2 separate regions of the Mus musculus genome follow, and region 1 is linked to region 2. Evidence: chromatin contacts called from public Hi-C data. All regions are on one chromosome and are shown on one strand. The core of a region is the stretch at or near the end of the contact, and the rest is flanking DNA. Distances in the headings are between cores, read along the strand shown.

The links. Hi-C and Micro-C count contacts between places; a contact is called where the count stands out from the background.
Region 1: a contact with region 2 is called in a Hi-C map of cerebral cortex, with 2.0 times the contacts expected there. The contact joins two enhancer-like sites. A contact is called at or near these places in 2 of 15 datasets of contacts at CTCF or cohesin (the G1E-ER4 cell line and the NIH/3T3 cell line), 23 of 484 Hi-C or Micro-C datasets (3T3-L1-derived adipocytes, the C10 cell line, the C2C12 cell line and 17 more) and 5 of 115 datasets of contacts at active chromatin or transcription factors (bone marrow-derived macrophages, embryonic fibroblasts, embryonic midbrain and 1 more).

The regions. Positions count from the first base shown.
Region 1 is chr8:25,223,402-25,228,215 of GRCm38.p6, forward strand. It overlaps a transcript of Tacc1 not described here. Among named protein-coding and RNA genes, the nearest start is that of Tacc1, 24 kb to the left of the region's middle. Within about 2 kb of position 1,575, at least 71 of the 459 cell types and tissues checked have an H3K27ac peak or open chromatin away from gene starts, as enhancers often do. A contact at or near this core is called in bone marrow-derived macrophages and cerebral cortex, where this site is marked.
Region 2 is chr8:25,184,972-25,189,340 of GRCm38.p6, forward strand. All of the region lies in intron 2 of Tacc1 (transforming, acidic coiled-coil containing protein 1), which reads right to left. Among named protein-coding and RNA genes, the nearest start is that of Tacc1, 14 kb to the right of the region's middle. Within about 2 kb of position 2,695, at least 23 of the 459 cell types and tissues checked have an H3K27ac peak or open chromatin away from gene starts, as enhancers often do. A contact at or near this core is called in bone marrow-derived macrophages and cerebral cortex, where this site is marked.

The sequences.
Region 1 (4,814 bases), core at 325-2,824, 37 kb after region 2:
CTCTCAGCTCCTCCTGCACCATGCCTGCCTGGATGCTTCCATGTTCCCACCTTGATGGTAATAGACTGACCCTCTGAACCTGTAAGCCAGCTCTAATTAAATATTGTCCTTAGAAGAGTTGCCTTGATCACGGTGTCTGCTCATAGCAGTAAAACCCTCACTTAGACAACTTAGAGTCTAGGGATCATTTCCTGTGGGGCTGGGGTCTTCTTTTTGGAAAGTCCTTGCGTAGGCCTTGATCCTGAAGAGTTTGAAGACTATGTCTTCCTCAGGTCGTTTAGCCTTGAAGGCTCGTGGCACATCTTGAGTTTATCTTTGTTTGGGATGAGAGCTGTAGATGCGCTTTCTTTCCTTTGCACGTGGTTGTCACTGTCCCAGCGCCATCTGTACAGCTGAGCTCTCTCGGCAGGGCATTTGTCTTCAGCTTGCACACTAGAGACAGAAGCTTTCACCACGCCAAGTGCATTGCTTTGTGCCCCGCCTGTCTACGGACTGCACACCACTGGCTGCTTCCCTCTCAGTAAAACTCTCAAGCCCAGAGCATGGCACACCCCAGAGGCTCAGCAGACTGATCGTGGCTATGAGAGGTTTCTCTGATTTTTGTCTTCTTGAACACCATTTTCTCCACCCACAATCCACATTTCAATTTGGAACTTATGCTTTCCTGTGCTGGGTCCAACTCCAGCTTTCCAGGGTGTGAATGTGACTCACAGCTGACTCAAAATTCTCTCCCACCCCTATCCCTCTTTTCTCCTGCCCCCAAACCATATTAGACCCATCGAGCATGTGGGACCCACATCTAACCCAACTGCCGTGCCTTGACAGCCTTTTAACATTTCAACTGTGTTTACCAGAACCTGTTTAGTAGATCAAACCCAGGGCAGGATTCCAGACCTAAGTCAGCATCCCCAGGGTGGAAGATGTGCTCAAGGCTGCCCACCCACACCCTCCCAGGAGAAAAAGCCCTCTGAGATGGAAGCAGGGTACCCAGCAGGAATCCCAGGCAAGGAGCTAAGTTTGGGGGTTTCATACGCAGAAACCTGACTCTGCAGTGTGTTAGCGATAAACAAATTGGGCATTTTCATTAGTCCCTGGTCTCTAAATGTATTTCATCCCTCTATTGGAGATGCTGGGTTAAACGTCTATGATAAGCCCTGGTAGGAACATTTCCCAGCTTGGTGGCGCCAGAAATATGTACACAGATGGTGTGAACCATTCCTCAGCTTCATTCCACAGCTCCTGGTACATCTGTGTGGCCAAATGCTGCTGCCTCTGTGGTCCCAGAATTCACTCCTGCCTACCCATACAAGGACCAAATTGAAATTTTTTTCCCTAAGTCTTTCTTCTTTGCTGGAATTTTTCCTCTGCTCCCATTAAAATACTGATTTCTGTGCCCCTACCCCCACCCCCCAAGCAAGATACTCAGGATCATTTTATCACCTGCCCTCACACTTTAGAGTCAACCATTCAATATCTCCCATCAAGTGGCGTTCAGGGTGGACGGGGCACCCCAAGGGAGCTGCTTATTCGTTCTGAAGCTGACAGCGGAGTGCAAAGGAGTGATTCATTTTATGTAACACAGGGCTCTGAAGGTGGAAGAAACTCAGCTGTGACCAAAAAAGGAAGCAGCGTGATTCAGCTTCCATGGGTGGGGGTGGCGGGTGAGGAGGGGGCGCACTCGCCGAGAGGGAGGAAGGAAGGCGGGCATATCCAGTAGTGGCAACAGGGCAGGCGGTGAGGGAGAAAGGAGAGCTAAAATCTTACCCAGCTGCTACCTTCAGAAACCAGTGAAGCTATCGCCCTTGGAGAGGAACTTCCAAAAGATTCCTCCCTGATTGTGAAGTCCTTGAGAAGTCGTGGCTTGGAAACTGTCACCTAGAGTATTTTTACAGAAACAAGATAACCACAACAGGGCTCTGCGGCTTGACCGAGGGGGGGGTGGGGGTGGGGACACTGTTTTCTGATCTCTCAAGGTGTCAAATTGTTACTGCTCTTTGGAAGGTTTATTGGAAAGTCCGGCTGGAAGTACAGGACATGTACACACAGACACACACACACACACAGACACACACACACACACTTCCCCCTCACATAATACTATAGAATCACAGATTAAACTCACTACACACAATCCACATATAGTCTCATGTATACATACCACAATTGCATATAGTCACACATACACACACCTCTCCTATACAGATATATAGACATACATACACATACACATATTTATATATATATATACACACACACATATATATGCCATAGAGCTATACATACTCCAATCTCCCACACAAATAAATGTCCCCACAAAGTCACACACAAGCCACTCCCACAAACCCCAAGTACCACCCACACACTCACCCACACACTTTCCCACACACCCACACACTCACCCCCACACCACCCCCACACTCACCCCCACACCCCCACACTCACCCCCACACCACCCAACCACCCACACACTCACTCACACACTCACCCCCACACTCACCCCCACACTCCTCAAGCATCAAGCACACTAGTTCTGGTGTAGGAGTTTGGACTCAAAGGAAAGAGTTTACAAAGGGTAAGAAAACAACATTTCCGTTAAAACAAAATAAACCATAAACTAGGCCAAAAGAAAAACATAAGGAGAAACTAAAAATGTATTTAAAAAATGTTGGATGAGCCAGTCAAGTGGATGTTATAGTGTTATAGCCCTGAAGATGAAAAAGCCAATCTCCTTCCTCCCCCCCCCCCCCCCCGTTTCTTTTAAACGGGGTCTTAGTATGGCGCTCATGCTGGCTTTGAATTCCTAAGCTCCTTGTTAAACAGGGTACCTGGGACTCTGGGAACCCATTCATCCCTCTTGGTGGAGAATGGCTATCCTCCGAAGGGGGGCATAGCAGTCTCCCTGCTTCTGCAAATAAGACCTTCGTAAGCTGTACAGAAACCACAGAAGGCACCCACAAGTTCTGCCACACAACCAATACAAGTTTTAAGGGACTGTCTTTAAACCTGCATTTCTATAAACACACACTGCCGCTACAAATCCCTTCTGCATCTAACAGGCATTTACACTGCACTTCAGTCAGTGGATGGATACCAATGAACAAGTCATGAGGACACACAGAAAGATTCCAACTCCCAGAAATGGAAAAAAAAAAAAAAAAAAAAAAGGCGGGGGGGGGGGGGCGTGGAGCGGCTGGGACGGTGGTTGGCTCCCCCTGGTGGCAGAACTGAAGAACAACGCCTTCTCTGGCAAGAGGTAAGAATGTGATAGGGACCGAATGAGGGATCCACCCTGTTAGCACATGGTTGGTCTCACAGACCACAGACATGCTCACTCTGTCTCTCTTCCCTATTACTGCTATATGTTCCCAAAATTTGGGGACATCTCCTAGTTCTAATCTTGTCCTCGTGAGAACACACAAGCTTCCATTTCGGGTATCAATTTGTAAATGTGGCCCGTGATAATTAGGACTTGACTTAGGTTCCCCTGAGTTATTGCTCCAGGACACTGGACAGTTACTGGGTTCTAGTACTAAGTTTGGATGCTGAATATCTTCTAAAAGGTCAGTGGGCTACAGGCTCGACCAACGAGAAGACACCCCTGGAAAGTGCCGGAAGCTTTCCTGTGTAGGTCGGGGTGTGTGTGTGTGTGTGTGTGTGTGTGTGTGTGTGTAACACTACTTCAGGAGATTTGTAAATCCCAGTTTTTTCCTCTCCGCCACACGCTGGTACCAGGCTGTGATGCCTTTCTACCAGCCCAAAGCTATGGGTTAGAACCACGAAAACTCCGAGAATAGACCTTTTATCTTTATAAATTGATTGTCTCTAGCATTTTTTGTTACAGAGACAGAGGCTCATACACATGGCTTTGCATGTGAAGTACTACAACTTGAGGGGGAAAAATTATGTATTCGTTTTGGTGATGGTGTGTTGCAGGGTTGAGATGTGTATAAGAGACAGGTGTATGCTACGTAAATTCTTTTTTGTTGTTATTCTTTTGAGACATAAGGTCCCTCTCCCTCTCCTTCCCCAACCCCCCCCCCAGCACCAAACCCCCACCCCTGAGAGAGTGCGTGTGCGTGTCTGGCTTGGACTTTACTGTGTCGACCAGGCTGGCCTCAAATTCACAAGATCCATCTGCTTCTGCTTCCCAGGTACTGAGATTAAAGGCCTGTGCTATCACGACCAGTTTACACAAATTCTTGAATCTGATCAAAAGAAAGTTGCAATCCTTTAGTCCCAGTATTTGGGAAGCAGAAGCAGGTAGATCTCTGTGAGTTTGAGGTCAGCCTGGTCTACATAGTGAGTTCCAGAACAGTCAGAGGTATATAGTCAGACTCTGTCTCCAAAAAAAGAAGAAGAAGAAAAAAAGAAAAGAAGAAAAGAAGAAGAAGAAGAGGAAGAAGAAGAAGAAGAAGAAGAAGAAGAAGAAAGAAAGAAAGAGAAAGAAAAGAGAGAAAGAAAGAAAGAAAGAAAGAAAGAGAAAGAAAAGAGAGAAAGAAAGAAAGAAAGAAAGAAAGGGAAAGAAAAGAGAGAGAGAGAGAAAGAAAGAAAGAAAGAAAGAAAGAAAGGAGAAAAAAAGCCTTCTGTAGTCAAGTAAATAAAACATCCACACTTAAAAAGACAACCCCATTCATCTCCCCAGTTTCCTACTCTCCTATCTTGTCCAAACGTCTCTCACTTGGTTTTCTCAAACCTCTATTTAAGAGCAGTTTTGATGTAGTTCTAGAAACATAACATTTTGCACTCATTAGAAAAGCAAGACACACACACACACAAACACACACACACACCTTTTCTTTTGCAAAGAAGCCCAC
Region 2 (4,369 bases), core at 1,445-3,944:
CTTACCTACTATTTCCCTCATAGCATCTGCTAGGGTAGACAAAAGGATTGGGGAGTCTCAGAGACAATGTGAAGAAATTATCACACTTGAAAGGGTTACAGGACCCTAAAATTTGTAGCCAAGAGATCAGCATCTTGTGAGCAGGAGACTAAAGACAGCCCTGTGACTAACCCTGTCGACTAACTGAGGGCACCTGCTGTAAGATTAGGGCTGTTCAGCTAGCTGATGCTGGCAAATCAGGGCACTGCTGTAGAGAAGACCCGGAAGCTATTGCTTATACTCGGGTATGTGGAGAAAAGCAAGCTGTCTAGTAACAGGAAGAAAGGTACCATTTCCACATGACAGAAGCTCCCGCTGGCTTCATGACTGTCAGCAGCAACATCTCCACAAGGAAAACCTGGTGGGTTCTCAGACTCCAGCTCTGCCACGTACAGGTCCTCCAGAACACGAGTGCCTTGCCCACAGTGCTGGCCACCTCAGTACCAGTGGTCTGAGCACAGGCCAGCAATTAAAATCCCAATGCACAGCCTGGCGTGCTGGCACCAGCTTGTAATCCCAGTACTCAGAAGGCAGAGGCCAGGCAAGCTACAGATGAGAGTCACGGGCTCAAAACACAAAAAGACAAGCATGTGCGTGCGTGTGCACACACACACACACACACACACACACACACACACACACACACACACACACACACAATGGTTGAAGTAATCATTGACATGGCAAAATGTCCTCTACTTGCTGGAGAAGAAACCAGTTTCTACAGAACAGAGGCCACCACTTTGGGCTTCCTTCTAAAATGAGCTACTCTCAAGTCTTTTATTGTAAAATAACTTCTAGGTATTAAAGTGTAGGTAAGAATTACATGATTCCCCAACATTATATGGCTGCTGATGTGGTCTGGATGTGGCAGGTCCCCCACAAGCTCGAGTGTGGGAGCATCCCAGTTGGTGGCGCTGCTAAGGACTGTGGTAAAATCCTGAGGAGGGAAGCCTTGCGGGAGAAGTGGGAAGGAGGAGAAAGCTGAGCTCTACTGCTCAGCCCCACTTCCCTCCCCACCCCCTTGCTTCCTAGGGTGCAATGAGACCAGCCACGGGCTTCCAGCCATCACACTATGTCCCCCTCGAACCAGGCACCAAAATGAGCCCTTCCTCCCGTAAGCTGCTTCGGTCAAAGCGTCTCACCACAGCCTCGATAAAGAACTGAAGCACCTGCCTTCCCCCTGCCCTCAAAAGGTTCCTTCCAGAGCTCCAACTGACTCCTGACATCACTGCACGGATTTAGCCCTATATGGATGACATCTTCTCTACATAGATAGCTATGGTAAAGTAGAAACATTATAAGGTCTGATTATAAGGTCAAGGACACTAAGAAAACATTGATAAGCTGTCCATAAATATTCATGGACTCTGTAACTGTGAATCTGATAAACTACAGAACAAAGATACTCAGGAAAATATTACAACTGTATTAAACATACCCAGACCTCCTGTCTTGATGTGATCGAGGGTATCATGAGTAATCGAGAGGAGATTCTCAGGTACATGGGAAGAAGTGAGTGGGCAGGCAGCCCACACCATTTTATATAAAGGAATGTGGGCCCACGGTATTAGAAGTGGGGGACAATCCTTCTTAATAAAAGTTATACGATCTCTCTAGCCATCTCAACTAACAGGCTACTTTGTGATGTCATGGTTCTTGTATTACAGAACCGTGAGGTGGAACATAAGCAGCCTTTACTTCTCCACAGTCACCCCAAACCCAAAGGTAGTGTAGTGGTTTCAATATGAGTGCCCCCCCCAACCCAGGCCCATACTTTTGAATGCTTGGTCCCCAGTTAGTGGAACTGTTTGACAAGGATTAGAAGGTGTGGCCTTATTGGAGGAACCGTGTCACTGGGGGTGGGGGTGGGCTTTGACCCCGTTAGCTCTCCTGCATCGTAGATACGCAGCTCTAAAGCCATCCTCACAAATTTAATTCTCCTCAATAGTGGCATGAGTCTCAATACCCAAACAGGATCATAAGCCAAAGAAGGGGGTTCCTTCCACAGCAGAGGCTCAGAGCTAAGGGCATTCCCATCTGTTAGAGCTGCTGACAGCAGGCTCCAAGGCTCAGAATAGAAGCTGAGTGCGGTGGTGCACACCTTTAAGCTGGCACTCAGGGCAGAAGCAGGTTGATCTCTATGAGTTCAAGTCCAGCCTGATCTACAGAAAGGGCTCCTGGTAGTCAGGGCTATACAAATGAACAAACAAACATACAAACAAAAAAGACAACACAGAATCACCGTTGCCTTCTGAGTGCTGAGATAAAAGCTTATTGGCAGGCTAAACTGACCATAGAGGAATCCTTCTCTCTCCAAACCCCATCCCTGAAGCGCACACCACTATGCACTGTGTGTTCGGGGGCTCGAACTCAGATCTTCACACTTGCAATGCAAGTGCTTCGCTGACAGCGCCGGACTCGGAGCACACGAAAACTACTGGACAAGAACAAAATGGCTCCTGTCCTGCAGGAACCGATGAGGCCTGTATGCAGATTCGCCGTTCAGAAAGCGTTCTAAGTGAGCTCTCGTGTGTCACTTGCAGGAACCCACGCTTGAGGTGGTGGATCGCACCCACCACTTTTGGATCGTGAATCCTTCTGGAGGAAGCCCACATGTGCTAGATAGGTTCTATTTACAGAGAAGTGAAAAACATGACATCATCATTTCCTTCTCTGACAAGAATAACCATGCATGTGAAGCAGCTTAGGAAGGCTGCTGAGCCCGAGGCGCTTTTTTCCTCCTCCTCCTCCTCCTCCTTCTGTTTTGGGGGCTTTGCGCTTTATTTGCTTTCTGGGGAACAGGGTCTCAAGTATACAGCCTACACTGGCATCAAACTCATAATCCTCCTGCCTCTACTTTGGCCTAACTTTGGATATGGTTTTCAATTCTATTTTTTAAAGTTGAGTTCAATAAAGCTATGTCAGTAAACATTTAGACACAAGGGTTAAGAGAGGCGGGGTACAGAATTAAGATGCACTCTGCAGGGCATGGGTGTGGGCTTTTATTAAAAGGTGAACAGACTATAAACACAAGGCTAAGAGTAGAGATGTCTGTCGGGCTGGACAGATGGCTCAGTGGTTAAGAAAACTGGCTGCTCTTCCAGAGGTCCTGAATTCAATTCCCAGCAACCACACGGTGGCTCACAACCATCTGTAATGGGATCCGATGCCGCCTTCTGGTGTGTCTGAAGACAGCTACAGTGTACTCATATATATATAATAAATAAATCTTACAAAAAAAAAAAAAAAGAGCCGGGCATGGTGGCACACACCTTTAATCCCAGCACTCAGGAGGCAGAGGCAGGTCGATTTCTGAGTTTGAAGCCAGCCTGGTTTACAAAGTGAGTTCCAGGACAGCCAGGGCTACACAGAGAAATCCTGTCTTGAAAAGCCCCCACCCCCCAAAAAAAAGAGTGGAGATGCTGGAGTCATGCTCACTCTGAATTCTACCTTCATCTCCTCACGTCCTCACTCACAAATCCCCTGCCTTTGGTACCAAAACTTCTGGAGAATAGGCCAAGCAGTGTGGCTCACGTGAATAAGCCAACACAGAGAGGCCAAGCAAGGAGGGAGGACTGCATGGTCTGAAGCCAGCCTAGGTTACAGCGCTGGACAGATGGCTCAGTGGTTAAGGGCACTGGCTGCTCTTCCGGAGGACCCGGGATTCAATTCCCAGCAAGCACGTGGCAGCTTGCAATTGTCTGTAACCCTGAGATCCAACACTCTCACCCAGACATACATGTGGGAAGACCACCGATGCACATAAAATAAAGATAAATAAGTTAAAACAAAACAAACACAAACTCTGAGAAGCTGGGTTTGTTTGCTTGCTGTTGCTGTGATAAAACATCACGGCCAATAGCAACCGGGGCAGAAAGGGATTATTGGAAGTTTACAGGTTATCGTTCACTGTGGGAGGAACTCACGGCAGAACGCTGGGCAGGAGCTGAAGCACCAGGAGCTTGGAGGAGCACAGCTTTACCTGTGTGCTCTCCATGGATGCTCAGCCTGCCTTCCTTACACAACACAGAACCACCTGCCCAGGGGCGGCACCACCCACAGCGAGCTGGGTCCTTCCACACCAATCATTAATCAGGAAAACGCCCCACAGGCTGCTCTGCCCGGGCATTCTCTCAGCTGACAGCCCCTCTTCCTAGATAGCTGGATTGTGTCAAGCTGAGGAAAACCTAACCAGCAGCAAAGCCAAGGCCAAGGGGTCTGGGAAATGAACCAACTAATTTCTCCAGAGACCATGATCCACAGGGGACTCCTCACTCCCTGATCCCCCGGAGCCCCCGTGCTCCAACACAGCTGATGGTCAGGGTCC